Linked DNA regions of Mus musculus: region 2 is linked to region 1. The links are chromatin contacts, called in public Hi-C maps. All regions are on one chromosome and are shown on one strand. Each heading gives the region's core, a stretch centred on a gene start, on an enhancer-like site or on the middle of the called end of the contact. The rest is flanking DNA. Distances are from core to core; before and after follow the strand shown. Region 1 has its middle 140 kb from the start of Gm29922. Region 2 has its middle 240 kb from the start of Gm40217.

Region 1 (5,576 bases), core at 2,474-4,973:
TATTTCTGTAAAGAATAATGCTGTTAGTATTTTGAAGTCAATTGCATTGAATTTATAGATGGCTGTGGGCAGTGTGGTAATTTTAACAGTATTAATTCTTACACTTCATGAACATGGGATATCTCCCCATTTGCCTGTGTTTTCTTTCATTTCTTTTGTCAACATTTTATAGTTTTCATTCCAAAGTTCTTTAATTTCATTGGTTAAACTTATTCCCAGATAATATTTTTGTGGCTAAATGAGGTTGTTTTCAGGTCCCTTATCAATGACTTTGTTATTCAGCAATAGCAGATTTTATTTCTATTTGGTGAGTTTGTTTATGGCCCATTTCTTCTCTTATTAAGCATATAATAAATGAAAAACAGTGAACTTCAGGAAAATTATAATCTAAATTGTAATTGGTATCTGATAGAACATCAAACTTTGAGGTGACATAACATGGAGGGAAGGAAGAAACTGGGGGCATGCACGAGTGGCAGCTATCAGCACGGGTGAGTCACTCTGTACCATTGTGGAGACTTTAAATTTCTGTTTTGATTGTCATGGGATGTATTAGAGTGAGGAGTTAGAGTTAGTGTGTTCTAGGGAGTAAGTCATACCCTCCTCTTCCAAATTAATACGCTAAATTTGTAAGCTGCAACACAATCTTTATAACGTGTAGAGATAGTGATTTTTTAAAAATATTTTATTAGGTATTTTCCTCATTTACATTTCCAGTGCTATCCCAAAAGTCCCCCATACCCCCCCACACACTCCCCTACCCACCCACTCCCACTTTTTGGCCCTGGCGTTCCCCTGTACTGGGGCATAAAAAGTTTGCATGTCCAATGGGCCTCTCTTTCCAGTGATGGCTGACGTTGATACATATGCAGCTAGAGTCAAGAGCTCAGGGGTACTGGTTAGTTCATATTGTTGTTCCACCTATAGGGTTGCAGATCCTTTTAGCTCCTTGGGTACTTTCTCTAGCTCCTCCACTGGGGGCCCTGTGATCCATCCAATAGCTGACTGTGAGCATCCACTTCTGTGATTTTTAAATGATAATTAAGTCTGATTGAGGTTATAAGTGGGAATACCCAGTCTAATAAAATCAGAAGAGAGAGACTTTCTCTATCTATGTTTTTCTAACACTCTCTCAAATATATTAAGAAGACCATTTTAAATCCAACAGAAAGATTCGTGGAAACCAACCATATTGGCAGCCAGATTTTAGCCTCCAGCATTCAGATGTGTGTGACGACATATATGCTTCTAAGCCACCCAGTTTACGGTACTTGCATAGTGGTTTCCGCTGGATTGAAACATTCCCTCCCAGAGGAAAGACAGCCTGGTGAAACTCACAAGAGGCCCAGGCTACATGGGAAACATTTGAGACTCACTATCAGCAGTAACTAACTGTTGGTTCCAGGGAGGAGTGGTCTTCATTGATGATGTAGCCTTGGCAAACTATGTAGTGAATGTGAGTGATGGAGATTTTCTGGCTTGGAAGCCATGGTGAGGCAAACTTTTCAGTGATGTAGCTTCCTGGGTCACCCATGCTCATGGGCATCACTTCAATATACTGATTGGATTACTAGAATGGTCTTGGATGAAATCGTTTTATTGGTCTGTATTTATTTCCTGTATCTGAAGGAAATAGGTATCCATAGGCACATCACCTAGGAAAAGCAATGTAGCCATGCCATTTTTTCATGGCAATCCAAGCTGACTAGGTTGAAACATAGACAAATGTATATATCTAACAGAAAGTCCACATCCAAAGCTAGACCCTTAGAAGATTGCATCCTTGGAGGAACTGCATCCTTGCTGGACAGGGGTGGGATAAATAAACTAAGAGAAGAAAACAGAAGTTTGGTTCTGAAGACCTGATCCATAAACCAAAGGACCAGTAAAGAAATCCTCTCCAGGTAGAGTTAACACAAGGACATCTCCATATGGATAGGTTTTACATTTCTGTTACTTTGAAGCACAAAACATCTCATAAAGATAATTTAAAGTGGTCCCAAGTTTCAGTAAGCCCTAGTATCCATGCAAATCTCTATGAAAACTCAACCTGTGCCCACTATGTCTCCCACAGATGATGATCCAAGGTTGAAACGTGCACAGAGAGAAGAATACAAAGTGAATATGGAAACAAAGACCTAAGGAAAATAGGGAATCAGAGCTCCACTGGAAATGTGCAATGTCTCGATAATCTAATTTAAAAGGTTTTCAAAACATCACAAGTAGCTAAATTCTGAGCAAATGAAAAAAATGAAGGCAGGAATATTATAAAAATCCACTTATAAAACTATAGTGTACCTAGTACAATTAAACCTTCAGTGGCTAAAAGTGATATCTTATGCAACTTGAGAAGAAAATTAGTGGTGTAGAAGCAAACCAATGAGTAAATTGAAATGTGAAGACCATACCCTCTCCTGGAATAACAGAAATAATCAACATTCTAGACAAAGATTAAAAAGAAAAGGAATGACATTCAACGGCATCATAGCCAAAAGTTCGTCAGAGTTCTGGGACAATGGGTATCATATTATTGGTAGGCTATGAATTTGGGCATTAAGTAATAAAGTTAAAAATGCTTAGTCCTCACAGCTTATCGATTTCATCCTAAAGAAATCGTTTAGGAAACCTTCTGCACATGTGCGTTAGGAGGCGTGCTGGTTGGAACAGTGTGGGGTATATTCCTACAGGGGAGCACCACAGCCCAGCAACACTGACTGCCCTTGAAAACATATGAGACGTCAGAAGGACTCCTGCCCAGCGATCCCATTCCATAAAATGCAAAGCATAATCCCCCCAGGGATCTATAAACAAGATGGCTGCACACATGGAGAGCACCACTACTAAATCATCAGTGCATGTCCATGCAAGTTTTGTTCCCTAGTTCCATAAACATATGTACAACTCTCTTATGCACCACGCGCTGCACACACGGACTGCAAAATCCTTCCAGTGTGGAGGTCACATTGGAGGCGCTGCCTTAGAACCCGCTTGTTTCACTTACAATGAATTATAAGCAGATTTTCATGTCAAAACAAAACCTATAAACATTTTATTAGCCATATAGAACTCTACGTCTGGGTATCCCATACTTACCCAAGTCCTCTCCTAGGGAACGGAATTGATGCAATTGTTTTTCTACAATAAGGAATATCGAAAGAATCAATTTCCTTACACATAAATCTTTGTGTTGTAGCATTGTTTGATCCTCCAGGGTAAACTCCTCCTCTCGGTAGAGTGGCTTGCTGAAGGGTGATTTTACAATACACCGTTGTTAACAGGGTGAGAGTAACCACATTTCTTGTAGCTTTTTCAGATATTGCTGCCCTGAGCTTTTTATCAATTTTATATATTAAATTACACTAGTTTGTTTTAATATACCTTATTTATAAGGATTTTGAGTATGGGTAAAATGTATGGGTATTTCTCTTTGTGTACATCTTGAATGTTTATTTGGATCATTTGAATGCATAATTTGTCCAGTTCTCTTGACTCTTTTTCTCCTGAACAGACTGGTTTGCCAAACATTACTTGTGACATTTGGGGGTGTGTGCGCATGTGTCTGTGAATGTTATATACGTGTGTGTGAGAGGGCCAGTGTGTTTGCTGAGTAATTGCATAATAGTCCTTTTCCAGCAATGTGTTTGGCTGGGTTTTCACAGCAGTCAACTCGTACATCTTCCACTGGCCTCCTTCCTGGTGCGCATGCTTGCCATGCCGTCTCAGTGCTTCTGAGTTATCCCATATGCTCTAGGACCCTAACCAGAGCTTCCTTCTGATGTTATTGCTTAGCAAGCTACCACAGGTCAGCCAAGCTTGGTCTGCCACCCAATTTTGAAAGGCCAGCGAGCTAAGAAAACATTTTAATGGCTGGGAAAGAGTAAAAGGAATAATATTTTATGGATACATGACAATTACATAAAATTCAAACCTCGGTGTCCATAAAGTTTTATTGGAGCACAGCCATGCTTGTTCATTAAGATATCGCTAAGAGTGGTTTCATGCTGTGATGTCCGAGGTGAGTCGTCACGAGACACCACATGTTCAGCAGAGCTGAAAATATTTACTAGCTGGTCCTCTTTCTATAAAGCTTGCTGATCTCTGCTATAGAATCAAAACCTCAAACGGGATAACAAAGAGCCTGACCCTGCTCTGCGAGTGTTCCACACAGCCTTACTTTTCATCTCTTTGGGGCTGTTGTTGCCATTTTTTTGGGAATCCCTTTCGCCTGCTGCTCTGAAATTGGGCATCTTTATCAGCAAGCATGGGTTTGAATCATCATTTCTTCAGTCCAGTTCCAGAATTCTTGGAGATAACTGGAATGCGAATGGTATCCCTTTTTCTTTTGGCTTCAAGACACCTTTTTAATCCCTTTAAAATTCCACTGACTATTTTAGTTGTGGTTTAAAGAGAAAGAGAACTGCACACAAGTCACCATCTCATTCCAACATAGAGCTACTTCTGAGATAATGAAAGTGGGCTTGCTGCAGAGCTCACACATCGACACTGGTGTGGATCCCCTCCCACCCCACCACAGGCAGCACTGTCTGAGAAATGTATGCAGAAATAGGAAGCAGGAAAATGATGCTCTCAAGTTCCTGTGAGAGGTTGTTTGGTGCCCGATCTTAAGCTAAGTTTATGGCACCATGTTTCAAGACAGAAAGATCATCGTTCTTACTGACTATAATATTGGTTCATATTTATAAAATGTACTTTGACGTTTTGACTCATGTTCAGAATAGTGTGTTTGAGTGACTGATTATCAACTTTCCTTCATTGTTAAGTCACTACTTAAGTGAGACAAGTGATACATTATATCTCATATCTAAAAGAGGGGGAGTAGAGACAGAATTATTAATTATTCTCTAATCAACTGAAGTCCAACAGTACCTTATTGCATTCGCAAAAAACTACGACCATGAAAACTAACATTCTACAGAAAAAAATTATAATGACTAGAAGAAAGACTCTATGTGCTCCAGCATATTGCTTATAACTGTGAACTAAGTGTGAGGAAAGACCGAGAACTGACATCATAGAGAGGATGTTTATTATCTGGTGAGAAAGAGGGGTGTCTATGTTTGCTGGGTGATAATATATCATTCAAAGAATTCATTGACGCTCATTTTGATTTTTAAAGGATTATTTTAATTACCCTTTTTAAGTTCCAAGTTAAGCAATTCTATAGAAAAGACCTCAATGTCAACTCAAAAGCATCAGCTAATTAAAGTTTGGCATTCCATGGTTAAGAATATATATCCTTTGTATGTATGCTCTAGATATTGAACGAATCATAGAATCCCCTGCTGTCTTAGAGGGAGCCTGGGTGGCTTTGTGACATGTTTACTGTACCGCCACGGAGATACCTCTCATGTGCTATATAGTTAGAGTAAACCCACTCTCGTACAGCTTCCATTTTGGTGGTTTAAACATTCTTTTATTTTACCTACCTCCCACTTTCTTCCTTTACTTTGCAGTTCTCTGTACTGTGATTTTTAAGCTACTTTATTGGGTTCTTATACCCACCACCTTTCTTCACCAGGATCCCTTCTAACCCTCCAACACTGGGCAGGTGGAAA
Region 2 (6,252 bases), core at 2,614-5,113, 150 kb after region 1:
TGCCTCTATTTCCATCTTAGAATCTATGGGTCACAATAGCAGGCAGATCATGCTGCAACAGTCAGGGAAGCAGAACCAGACCAGAAAAAAAAAACACAAAAAACAAAAAAAAACAAAAAAACAAAAAAACAAAAATAAAAAACAAAACAAACAAACAAACAAAAAAACAGTGGGAAACTATACTCTGTGTTAGTTTTGTATTAAAAAAATAAAGTCTCAGTTCTCTTTTACCATTTAATTTAAGATCCCAAACAAGCACCACTAAGTCTGAAATTGGCCTAGGAGGTTCCCTTTGATAAATTAGCCTGGAATAACTTAAGCAGTTTCATCCAATAAGAGCCCTGACTACAAAGTCTAAGAAGAGGACTCCCTCCATTCAAAGTCTGGCTGCTGGTGTTGGTGTTCAGGTCTCCACATAGTCTGGAATCTTAGAGAAGACAAGGCTGACTTTCCATCAACGGCATGCCAAGGCAGCAGCTCATGAGGGCAAGGACTCATAAGGAAGTCACATTGCTCTGTTTACTATTTGTATTTAAGAATGAGTTACTGTGATGTCCTGGTTTCATAGTATACAAAAATATTCTGTTTCTGGATGGGGGGAGCAACAATGGCTCATTGGAAATGGGGCATGCACATGAGTATAGAAGCAATGTGTGACCATTACGTGATCTATTAGTGACTCTTTCTCATTGCAATTTACTAACATTCTTTCAATATCTAAATCCTGTCTGTTCCAAATAAACATTAGCTAACTCACACCCCAAGGGTTTCATTCACCCACGGTGTAATAGAATGTTCTAGTGCTCAGCCACCTGAGAGAACAGTAAAGATTTCTGATCTCTCACAGTTCTAAGCGTCACAACTCAGGGAGTCAGTTAGATGCCCTTGTCTCAGATTCTCTGGTGATATTAGACAAAATATCCAAATCTGTAGATTTGAATGCTGTTGGAAGGTCTACATTCAAACTGGCTTGATTATATATGGGTGTGGTCAAGAAGCTATGGCCCTCATTTCACACACGTCCCAGTAAAGCTGTATGGGTTTTCTGTGTAGATGTTGCATTTCCCCAGAATAAGGGATATAAGTAGGAAGAGAAGATCTGAAGCAGCTCTTTGTGGCCTTAGTTCACACACACAGTTATTTCATAATACTCACAGATTACTCAGGCTAGATATGTGGTTGAAAGGGGACTATAAGTTTGGTTTCTGGTACCACAAATATCACAGTACCAAGATAATGCACAGGCTGTCTTGGATCTAAATGGCCATGAAGTTCCTCAAGTGGGGTTTTCAGGAAAGAAACTCTTAACCAGCAATTTTTAAGCTTCATGCAACATTTGGATAGAGAAAGCTCATCTACAAAACACTATCTTACTCATAATGAAATAATAGGGAACATGGGTCACGGATTGGGCAATGCTGAAATTTAAATGATGACTCATCAGAATTCCAACCCTAAGGACAATAAATATTCATTGAGTGCAGGCCAACTCTTCCCTCACATGAGGCCTTGGAGTTCTCTCAGCTCTTTGCTCAACCTTGACTCTAAGCCCCTTGTCCAGCTTTCTAAAAGGCTCTTCGGTTTCCAAAGGAAATGGTTCCTGGAGTGGATGAGAAGATTTCTCCAAAGTCATCACATCCTCAGGAAAGAATGCTGAGAACTAACAAGGGAGACTACGTGAGACTCAAAAGTCCCACTTGTCAGTTCTCAGCAAAGGAAGCAACCAACAACAATCCGACAGAACGGGAAAAAGATCTTGGCCAACTACACATCAGACAGGATTATTAATATCTCGGCTATATAAAGAGCTGCAAAAATTGAACTCCAAAAATCTAAATAATCTTATAACAAATGAACTGAGTAGATAGTTCTCAAAAGAACTATAATAATAAACGAATTCTTTGAAATGTGTTCATCATCCTTGGACACCAAAGCAATGCAATTAAAAGTGTGTTATGCTTCCACTCTTCCCTGTCAAATGGCTATCACAAGGAAAAAAGATAACAAACACTGGTGAGGATGTAGAGAAAGAGGAATGAGCATTTATTGCACTTGGAGATAGACAGCTGTGTGGCCACTGTAGAAATCAGAGGGGCAATTCATCAAAAAACGAAAAGCAGAACTATCATGTGACTCAGCCTTATGACTCTTGGGTATATACTTGAAGGACTCTACAGGTACATACCACAGATGTAATACACATCTTTTCTTGTTGTACTGTTCCCAGAGCCAACTGAAATATCAGTCAACAGAGTAATGTGTAAAGAAAGTGTGATACATATATACGATGGAGTTTTATGCAGCCAAAAAGAAAACAAAAGTCATGACATTTGCAGGAAAATGATTAGAACTAGAAGTCACAGTGTTAAGTGAAATAAACAAGGCTCAGAAAGACAAATGCTTCATCTTTTCTCTGATTAGGTAGAACCTAGACTTAAAGTTGTGTGTGTGTGTGTGTGTGTGTGTGTGTGTGTCTTTACATTTGTATTACTTATAGACATATGTATATATGTATGTATTTATATGTATATATTTATATATATGTATATTTATATATGTGTGTTGTTTTAGGTCATGATTCCAGATAGGGGATAATGAGAGAGAAGGAAGAGATCTTAAGAGAGTCAGGAAGTAGAGTAAAGGCATTGATGTAATAAGAAAGCAGAATGGAGAAATAACTGGAGAAGCAAATGGAAGAAGAAACATGGCCAGGACAGCAGGAAGGGAGAACGAATGTGAACGTGGTATAATAAATGACATCTAAGATTCACAGTTTTATGCAGATGGTTCTTTTGGTGTTTTGGTGTTTTTTTTCTGTTTTGTTTTTTGGTTTTTTGTTTTGTTTTGTTTTGTTTTGGCAGGCTCATTCATATGTGTGCATTCTGCCAGGAAACTGACTGACTGCAGGTCTCAGATGGCCTCACTTGCATATCCAGCATTTGGCACCAGCTGTCAGCTAAAAACAAGTTAATTTCTCTCAATGAGAGGGAAATTGTGTCTCCAACAGATATTTGGCAAGTGTGTAGATAATTTCTATTGTCACCGCTATGTGGAAGAGGACAGAGCATACCATAATACACAAATCAGCCTCCCACAAGAGTAAGATACCTAACCTAAAATGTCAATAGTGCTGAGAAGCCCAGAGACAAGTACATTTACATAAAATGTCTTCTTTAGTGTTTACAATAACCATAACAGAAGAGTGACACCCCCATTATCTACAAATAAGAGAGTACCGCTGTGAGGAGGTAAGTCGTCAACAAGAGCTCACAGTAGCAAAAAGGGAAGCTGGGCCTAAATGTGCACATATGTGGGTTCTTAACGAACACAACAGAGCTATACATCCCCCTTGGAATGTTGACCTGCATAGAAGATCCAGTTTTCTAAATAGTAAGATACAGCCAGGCAACAGTCCAAGCTTCCCATCTAAGTTAAGGTATGGTGGCACACACCTAATATTCCAACACTGGGAGACTAGAGAATTTCAGTGGGTATCAGGCTATACAATGAGCTCAAGGCAAGCCTGAGGAGATGTGGGAAGGCATGATGCTTACCTGTTCTCCCTCAAGACAGTGCTGCCAGTATCTGGGGGGAGCCCCTCCTTACCTCCCAAGTCATCTGTTCTCCAGAATCAACGGCTCCAGATTTGGAATCTCACTCACGGGAAGCTATTCCAAGTCATCTCATGAATCTATTGTCCAAATCCTCGTTAAAGCAGCACATGAAATGTTGTTCCAGGAAACAAGTGTGATGATTCAGACGTACATGTACATCAGTGAGAATGGGACTGGCCAGTGCCCCATCAGCTCACTGCACTCCCAATAAGCTAGCTCGGGACCACAATTCGCTAGTTGGCAGACACAGAACACCATTGCCTCACACTGTCATTAAATCTCAGCACTTTGTTTCACACAGGCATCGAAAAGCCTTCTCTCTCTACTCTGACCTCCCCTTGGCTGCTTGGACTCAACTCACACACTTAACGTCATTTATTTTATTTTGAGATTACACAATTCTAAGTGCTTAGGGAGTGCGTTTCTGGGTATTCCACATGCTCACTGTTGATTGTAGAATACAAATAGTAAATCTCTTGGTAGAGGGGTCACTCAGGTAGGTGATAGAAACAAATGAAAAGTAATCAGGTGGGATCCAAACCTGTGAGGCAAGATCTCTGGTGATCTGGGAATTTAGAAGACAGCTTTTCTTAGTTTGACCTAACCACTGTCATGCAAAAATGAAGGCCAGAGTTTATAGGTCTTCCGGCAAAAGAAAGAAAGAAAGAAAGAAAGAAAGAAAGAAAGAAAGAAAGGAAGGAAGGAAGGAAGGAAGGAAGGAAGGAAGGAAGGAAGGAAGGAAGGAAGGTTGAAAGTCTGTATTTTTACTGGATATACTCCATCTTTCATTGTTGGCCCCTAATTCACAAAATTTTAACATACACTATTGGCCATAAAAATAATAACAATAAATAAAAGAATCTGTAGACTGGGTTCAGTTCACGACAGGCTTCAAGTTTGCAAACTTCTCCTGTGGGGATTAAGGACTTGCTCAGCACTGGTTTTAATCAGACAAAAATGTAAAATGACTTGCATTATCTTAGATTTAAAACCATAGCATTTATTTTCACTACTCCCCTGTTAATCACAGGCTTGATACTTTTAAAGCCAAAAGAATCTTCAGGGTTACGCTGTTTAGTTTTTTTTTTTGTTTGTTTGTTTTGTTTTGTTTCACAAAGGAGGAACGTGTGATTCAGAAACAAGAAGTCATTTGAATTTTAGATAAATTTCTGGAAAAACAATTCTAAAGACTCAGATTTCTGGAAGTGGAAGGACCAAGTCTTGGTTTCACAACATGAACACTAGTGTTGTTTTACAACAGTTCTTGGTTAGGGGGTGAGCTTTTGTTAGGTGACCAAACACTTAACAAGAAACCACTTAGAGAGGAAAGATTTATTTGGGCTTACAGTTTGAAGAATTCTGATCCATCAAGGCAGGGAAGGTATGGAGGTGATCCTATCTGATCCTTGGTGGCAGCAGCAGGAGACAGCTGGGTTTCTTACATTCCAGTGGGAAAGGATGAAGGGAGGCAGTGCTGGCATTCAGCAGGCTTTCTTGTTCTCCCTTTGTGTACAGCCTAAGATGCTAGCATCAGCTTGTGGGGTGCTGCTGCCCACATGAAGAGGGGCCTGGGAGCAGTGTTTGACTGCTTAGCTAATCCTCTCTGGAAAGGTTCTGGCAGACATATCTAAAGGTAGATCTCACTAGTGAGCTGTCAAGTTGACAGAATTATCCACCACGTGTGGCTGTTGGACACACTGTGGGATGATCAGCCACATCTCTGGTTTCTGCCCACTGGATGCCTGTACTCAGTCCTGCAGGCATGAGTGATCCTAAAGAAGAAAATCACCACTGCCCAAGGAAACTAGTGGTGACCACTGGTTTCATACAGTCCCTGCATGTGATAGATAGGGAAACTAGACTCAGAAAATTAAAGAACACCCCCCACACACACAAGATCATTGAAGAACAGAGTTATTGGCATGTGTAAGGCCAAGACTCAAGTCTCTTAATTCTTAGCAGTGTTCTCTTTACCAAGCCTGGAAGTCTTTCTTATTTTTATTAACTTAATTTATATTAATTATTACTATGTGGATATATGGTGCATGTGTGTGTTTGCACATGTGTGCATGTGCGTGTGTGTATGCGTGTGTATGTGTGTGTGTGAGAGAGAGAGAGAGAGAGAGAGAGAGAGAGAGAGAGAGAGAGAGAGAGAGAACAGGTATGAACTTGCCATGGTGAGCACATAGAACAAATTGTAGGAGTCACTTCTCAACTTTTCCCATGTGAATTCTAGGAATCAAACCCAGACATCAGACTTGTATAGCAAATACTTTTACCCATTGAGACATATGCCCGGTCCTCAAGCTTGCAGATCTTAACCATGAGTCATTCAATAACAGATTAGTATGAAACTGCATGCTTTTGATGAGAGACTAGGCCATTGACAAGGGAGCCAGAGCTTGAGATCAGCAGATTAGGTAATCAAATTTCAGCTCATCTATTTACTAACTTTGTACCACTCCCCAAATGAACATTCTAAGTCTTCGTTTATCACTTGAAAAATAGATTATAAAAAGTATATAGTACTTACCACATAGTAGTAAATTGCTATTGTTACTATTATTCTTATTATAATTAACTGGTCCTGGGATCAGTAAACTATATTTCACATATCCCCCTGTCCTGCTTACTTTTT

Evidence for each region. A called contact is a pair of places that touch in the nucleus more often than the background predicts.
Region 2: a contact with region 1 is called in a Hi-C map of uterus, with 5 times the contacts expected there. The contact joins two enhancer-like sites. A contact is called at or near these places in 11 of 484 Hi-C or Micro-C datasets (3T3-L1-derived adipocytes, cumulus cells, granulosa cells and 3 more) and 1 of 9 other capture datasets (embryonic stem cells).

What each region holds. Positions count from the first base shown.
Region 1 is chr4:105,706,723-105,712,298 of GRCm38.p6, reverse strand. No RefSeq gene overlaps it. Among named protein-coding and RNA genes, the nearest start is that of Gm29922, 140 kb to the left of the region's middle. Within about 2 kb of position 3,723, at least 8 of the 459 cell types and tissues checked have an H3K27ac peak or open chromatin away from gene starts, as enhancers often do. A contact at or near this core is called in uterus, where this site is marked.
Region 2 is chr4:105,552,797-105,559,048 of GRCm38.p6, reverse strand. No RefSeq gene overlaps it. Among named protein-coding and RNA genes, the nearest start is that of Gm40217, 240 kb to the right of the region's middle. Within about 2 kb of position 3,863, at least 17 of the 459 cell types and tissues checked have an H3K27ac peak or open chromatin away from gene starts, as enhancers often do. A contact at or near this core is called in uterus, where this site is marked.